Regions from separate parts of the Sus scrofa genome. Here region 2 is linked to region 1. The links are chromatin contacts, called in public Hi-C maps. All regions are on one chromosome and are shown on one strand. The core of a region is the stretch at or near the end of the contact, and the rest is flanking DNA. Distances in the headings are between cores, read along the strand shown. Region 1 holds the start of KIF19 (kinesin-like protein KIF19). Region 2 holds the start of TTYH2 (protein tweety homolog 2).

Region 1 (3,085 bases), core at 262-2,761:
GTGTGTGTGGGGGGAAAAAAAAAAAGAAAAGAGAGAAAAATAGCTGTAATATAATTGACCAGAGGCCTTCGGTGCTGGCCCAAACAGATTAGACCCTGGGGTCTGAAATGCAAGCCCAGAGGGAGTTTTCAATCCAAATGACATGTCTTCAGACTTTCCTGCTCCTCCCTGCAGCTCACCCATTTGCAGACCAGCCAGCTTCCATGTACAGCCCCAGGGGGCAGCCTTGGCCAGTGAACAGGACAAACCCTTGGGACCCCCTGCAAGAGTGTTTCGTTTCTGTGGAGCGTCTCTTGGTTTATCTATTTATCAAAGCTGGGGCCAGGGGCTGCGTCCTGCCATGGTTTATTAATAACTATACCTAACAGATGCTCCTTGGGGGCAGCCGGGGAAGCCAGTCCCAGAGCCCAGGCTGGCATCACGCTCTGCCTCGGGGTGTATGCCAGGCTGTCTGAGACAGTTCTGGGGGATGAGCGGCTCCTTAAAAGGAAAGTGACCTTGCTAGACTCCCCTTGCCCAGTCTTTGCGGGGGTGGGGGTGGGGGGCTGCCTGGTTCAGCTTCAGTGGGGGCAGAAGACAAGAAATATGGACCAACAGAAGTGGGCGGAGCTCCACCATCGCCCAGGAAACTAAGCCCCGGAGGGGGACAGGAAAGACTGGCTCCAGGTGGTTTGGCAAGTTGGATGCCGAGCTGGGACCAGAATCCTATTTTCCCGGGGGGGCCTCCTGAGGCCAGGAATCTTTCCACTGTGTAACTGCTGTTGATCTCCCCAAGAATGGAGACTGCAGCGTTTGACGGACACCTTCTTGCACAGTATCGTGGCTCTTAACAGCAGGCAGGGAACACACAGACCCAGCCGCCTTGACCTAGATTCTGGGTTTCCCCATGAGGTCTTGTTTGCTAGTGGGGTACCTTGAGGCGGGCTCTTCTGGGACACAATCCAAGTAATACAGGTGCTCCCCTGCACGCTCGGGTGGGCAGCCCGGGCCAAAGGCCAACTCTTTACCTCCTCTGTCACTGGACACGGAGTGAAGACTCCACGCCAGAGACACGAGCCACAGCCACGATGCACGCAGCGCCCATGGAAACACAAGGCTGCCCGCCGCCGCCCTGGAGACGCTGAGATCAGACAGGCGGGCAGACTGGCAGCAGATGCGCGTGGCCCCAGCGGCCGGGAGCGCGGCGGGCCTTCGAGTCGCGCGGCCGGACGGGCGCCCCCTGGAGGGCGGTGCGAGGGGAGCCGGGGCCGCGAGCCGGGGGCCGCGGGGAGGGGGAGCCCAGAGCTACCAAACGGACGGACGCGGCGGTGCTCGGCGGACGCGGGGCCGCGCCGGGGGCCGGAGGTTCGCACAGGCGGACAGTCGCCGGGAGAGCGGCGCAGGCTCGGGCGCCTCCTCGGCGGAGGCGACCAGCTTTGGGCCGCAGCGCGGAGGGGCGGGGGCGCGGGGGGCGGGAGGCGCCGTCGGGCCCTCCCCCGGCCCCGCCTCCGGGTCAGCGCCCTCGGCCGCGGGCGCGTTGTTGGTTTCGGGTTGTCAGGCAGCCGCGGCGCAGGCGAGGCTGCGAGGGACCCGGCGGCGGCGGCGGCGGCGGCGGTGGGGGTGCGGCTCGGCCATGCGCGCTGTCGCGGCCTGAGCCCTTCCACCCGCCGGAAGCATGAAGGACAGCGGGGACTCCAAGGACCAGCAACTCATGGTGAGACCCCATCAGCCTCCTCCTCCTCCTCCTCCTCGACCCCTCCATGCCCCACCCCCCCGCGAACCCAAACTCTCCGTCGGCCTCTGGACTGGACTGTGTGCCCCCACGAAGAAGACACTCAGCATCCGGGCTGGGACTGTCCAGAGCAACTTTCCCCAAGTCATGGATGTCACGAAGGAAGGCACCGCGGCCATCCTGCTAAGGCCTGAAAAGTTAACCTGGCTTCAGCCCCGCTCCCCCTTTCCACCCTCCCACCAGGGGACCCCTGGCACTCACCTCTGCAGATGGGCCTCTGGGACAAGACTGCTCTCTGATCCAGAAAAGCCAGGGGCAGGGAGGGCTTGACCTACCCGCCCTGAGAAGAAAGGTGGGAGTTTCCTAGTTCAGGCGATTAAAGGGTTTGGGGAATCACAGGTAGACACAATAGCCGCCCCCACCTGCCAGAGGAGCTGGCACAGGGTTGCAGGTGGCTGGCTTATTGGGTTGCAACACAGAGGCTGCCCTAGTCAGGACTCTAAATGTTTCAGAGAAGTGCTGGAAGCAAACAAGATGCACCCCCCACCCCCCATCCCCGCCCCCTGCCCTGGGATCTGGGGCAGAGGAAGAGGTGTGAGTGGGGGGTGTGGGAGGCGGGTAGAGGCAACTACAGATTTCTTTTTTTTCTTTTGTTTGCTTTTTAGGGCCGCACCAGGGGCATAAGGAGGTTCCCAGACTAGGGGTCTAATCAAAGCTACAGCTGCTGGCCTACGCCATAGCCACAGCAACGCCGGATCCTACCCACTGAGCGGGGCCAGGGATCGAACCTGCAACCTCATGGTTCCTGGTCAGATTCATTTCCGCTGCACCACGAGGGGAACTTCAAAGACAGATTTCTTTTTTTTTTTTTTTTTTTTTTTTTTGTCTTTTGTCTTTTGTCTTTTTGCTGTTGTTGTTGATGCTATTTCTTGGGCCGCTCCCGCGGCATATGGAGGTTCCCAGGCTAGGGGTTGAATCGGAGCTGTAGCCACTGGCCTACGCCAGAGCCACAGCAACGCGGGATCCAAGCCGCGTCTGCAACCTACACCACAGCTCACGGCAACGCTGGATCCTTAACCCACTGAGCAAGGCCAGGGATCGAACCCGCAACCTCATGGTTCCTAGTGGGATTCGTTAACCACTGCGCCACGATGGGAACTCCCAAAGACAGATTTCTAATGACCCGTGGTGCCAGGTGAGAGTGCTGAGGGGAAAGACTCCGTGACCCCAAAGCCACTGCTTCCTCCCAGCCCCCTCCCTGCCCCCTGACTTCTGAGATCTGGGGAAGGGCCTCCCTCCCCAGCAGGTGGGTGGTGCTGTAACTGGAGGACAAGGCAGCCCTGGAGACTCCAGCCTCTGCAGGGGAACCTCAGC
Region 2 (3,085 bases), core at 364-2,863, 78 kb before region 1:
CCTTTCATGCCCTGCTTCTTAGCTCTGGTCTCTGCCTCCCAGTCATTTGGGACACAAAAAGTCCACGGTGGTGGCCAGGGCTGATTCCAGAGATTATGCGTGGTTGGTTTGAGGCCTGGGTATGTTTTTAAGCCCTGTTGAGGCCAGCTGGCCAGCCTGGATGAGCTGGTTCCCACCGCGGGTGGGGTGCGGGCGGGACTGCTGTTCACTTCAACCCCTTAACGAGTCCTGGGGAGGCCTCACGTTTCTGTTCTGCTTCTTTGCTTCACTGGCCACTTGTCTAAGTCAGCAGGCCCCTGGGGAAGCAGCTAAGATGGTCACTGGCTAGCTGGTCGCAGACTGGCCAAGCAGGTTTGTGTGTTCCAAGCTGCACCCTGTGGCTGCAGGTGGCCCTGAAGGTGAGCTTTTCCAGGCAGTCTCTGTCTTTACCTGTGGGGTGCAGGCCCCCCTCCCTCCGGGGTCAGGGCTGGCTCCTGCCACTTCCCTGCAGGCAGACCCCTCTCCTCCCTTCTGTAATGCGTTGGCATTTGATCTAATCTTCCTAGAGGAATGCCAAATCCTCATAACTTCCGGCTTGGTGTGTGGCCTGTGGCCCGTGGCCCATGGCCGGGCTCAGCAGCTGCAGCCTGTGCTGTTGAGAAGGAGGGGGGCACAGAGGGGAGCTTGTACATGGCACCAGGCAGTGCCTAGCCCCGAGGTCCCGGGGCTGCATGGTCATGCTGTTTATCAGTGCCCATTAAGGGCCCAGTGGAATCGCTTCAGGTCCATTTTGCTCAGCTACCAGCCCGACTGGTTCAAGACCAAAACCCTTCCCAGGGCCTGTGGGGCCAGGTGACCCAGGCTTACCTTGCCAGCGTCTTTCCTTTTTTTTTTTAATGTATTTATTTTAAAGTAAGGCTGGAGTTCCCTGGTGGCTTAGCAGTAAAGGATTTGGCGTCACTGCTGTGGCTCTGGTGAGATCCTTGGCCTGGGAACTTCTGCCTGCCGCAGGAGCAGCCAAAAATAAAGTAAGGCTAATTGAGATATAATTCAGTGAAACTCGCTCCTTTGGGTACACAGTTCTGCATAGTTGGACATTACAGCTGTGTAACCACCACAGCAATCCAGAGAAAATATTACCATCACCCCAAAGTTCCCTCTTGCACTGCAGCCCCTGGCAGCCAGCCCCTGATCTGTCTTTCTGTGTAGTTTCCCCGCCTCCTTGTCACTCCCCTCACCCCGGGGTTTGCACTTCCTGATTCCCCTTCTGCTCCTTGCAGACCTTGGTCTCCGATGTCACAGTGTACTGTCTGTACCCCCATGCTCAGAATCCATCCTCCCCCAGCCCTCAGCTATTAGCTCTTGGGCCATTCTTTAGGAAACATCCCCGCCCCCCAGACCTCGCCCCCCTTTACATACTGGGCCCTTGAAAGCACTTAAGGGGGGTTGTAGTTCATCACCGTATGGGATAAAAGCTGCCTCCCCTCCCCTATTAAACGTCAGACCCCACGCCGGCAGGGACGTGCATGTTTTGGTTATCGCTATACCCCTTAGAACAGAGATGTTCAAAATTTGCTGAAGACCCCTGTGAGAGGGACAGCGCCCTCCAGCGTCCTTGCCCCGCCGGGCGCCTGGGCTTTGGGCAGGCATGCGCAGATGGGACAGCCGCCGCGAGGCGCAGGGAACCTTGACCCGGACTGTGACCGCCCGGAAGAGAGGCCTCGGCCGCAGAACAGACTCCACCTCCCACACCTGGATCTCTGAGAGAAGAAGGGACGTCTGGCGTCTGTCCCCCTCTAGCAGCCAAGTATGTTTGCTGGCATTTCACCCGCAAGTTCCGCCTCCTCCAAGCCAGAAGTCCTGAAGTCTCTGGGGTTTCTTTTCTCACGGGCGTCTTCCGCCCGTGTCTCTATGCCCCCTCGCTACCACTTGCGACTGTTTGCAACCCAAGGCGGATCCCGTCAGGTCTCCTTAACTCCCCCACTCCCATCTCACCAACCTCAGGCGGCCCTTTATCCTCCCCTGGACCCTGTCCCAAACCTTAACCACCCCCTTCCCGCCCCCTCGCGTCCCGCCTTCCCGGCACGCTGTTTGGGTCGCAAGACCTCCGCCTCGGAGAGTGCGATCTGCCCCCAGGCTCCATCGGGCCCGGGCCTACACCCCCACCCGGTATCCCCGCCGCCGCCTGGTGCGCGGACCCTGCTCTGCTTTTCTCCAGAGCACCGCTAACTTAGCGCGGTTTCTGTCTTCACATGGGGACTGCTACCATCCACCCCTAAAATGAGGTCCTCTTCCCTCGAGAGATTCTGGCCGCTTGCGTTCACGGATAGAACAGAGTCCGGCACAGAGTAGGCGCTCAGGAAACTTGTGTTGACGGCTCTGGCGCCTCCCTGAGACCTCTCGCCCTTCCCCGCCTTTCCCCTCGAGACACCTCCCGGGTCTCTGCCCCAGGGGGCCCGCCCCGTGCCGCCGGCTAGGAAGAATCGGCTGCCTTTCTCAATCCCCATGGCTTTCCAGGCGACACCCATTAGTTGTTTGGGCAGATGGATTGGGCGCTCCCAGGGCAGGACCAAGTCTTTGAGTGCACCTGGTTTATAGAGTGGGACGCTCCATCACGGTTGAGACTGAATTTAGAACCAGTGACTCGGGGACTGAGCGTTGCTCCCTTCCGTCCCCAGTCTGTCAGTTCACTAGCCTCTAAAAGCGCTAGCAGCGGCCGGCCTCGCCTCCCTCGTGCCACCACTGCCCACCGTCCTCACAGACACTATGGTGCTTGATTTGAGAAGTAACCAGAAGCCCGGGGATCTGGAGACTGCTGTTAAGAGACAGATTCTGAGAGCTGTTTTCACTTCTCTTTCCACCTCTTTCGTCCGTGGGGCCGGGACAGATTCCAGACCAAAAGAAGGCTTCGGGTTCTTGGGCGCGACCCTTCGTAGCCCTAGGGTGAGCCCAGGGCGAGGGGCCGGATCCAGGAGGGGGCCCGGGCGGGCGCGCGCTTAGGGGGCGGGGCCCAGTCCGGGGCCGGGCGGGGCCTGGGGCAGGGGCGGGGCCTGGGGCGGGGCGGGCGCGCGTCCCGGGCCAGCAGGCGACGGCGGCGGCGGCGGCG

What was found. Hi-C and Micro-C count contacts between places; a contact is called where the count stands out from the background.
Region 2: a Hi-C map of embryonic fibroblasts shows a contact between it and region 1, with 5 times the contacts expected there. The contact joins the promoter of TTYH2 here to the promoter of KIF19 in region 1. A contact is called at or near these places in 1 of 5 promoter capture datasets (liver), 6 of 47 Hi-C or Micro-C datasets (embryonic fibroblasts, heart right ventricle, liver and 3 more) and 2 of 2 datasets of contacts at active chromatin or transcription factors (alveolar macrophages and skeletal muscle).

The regions. Positions count from the first base shown.
Region 1 is chr12:6,801,492-6,804,576 of Sscrofa11.1, reverse strand. It overlaps KIF19 (kinesin-like protein KIF19), which reads left to right and starts at 1,511. Exons shown (of 20, transcript XM_013980788.2): 1 at 1,511-1,693. The coding sequence starts at 1,655.
Region 2 is chr12:6,880,090-6,883,174 of Sscrofa11.1, reverse strand. It overlaps TTYH2 (protein tweety homolog 2), which reads left to right and starts at 1,613. Exons shown (of 16, transcript XM_021066683.1): 1 at 1,613-1,786; 2 at 2,658-2,748; 3 at 2,867-2,922. The coding sequence starts at 1,628.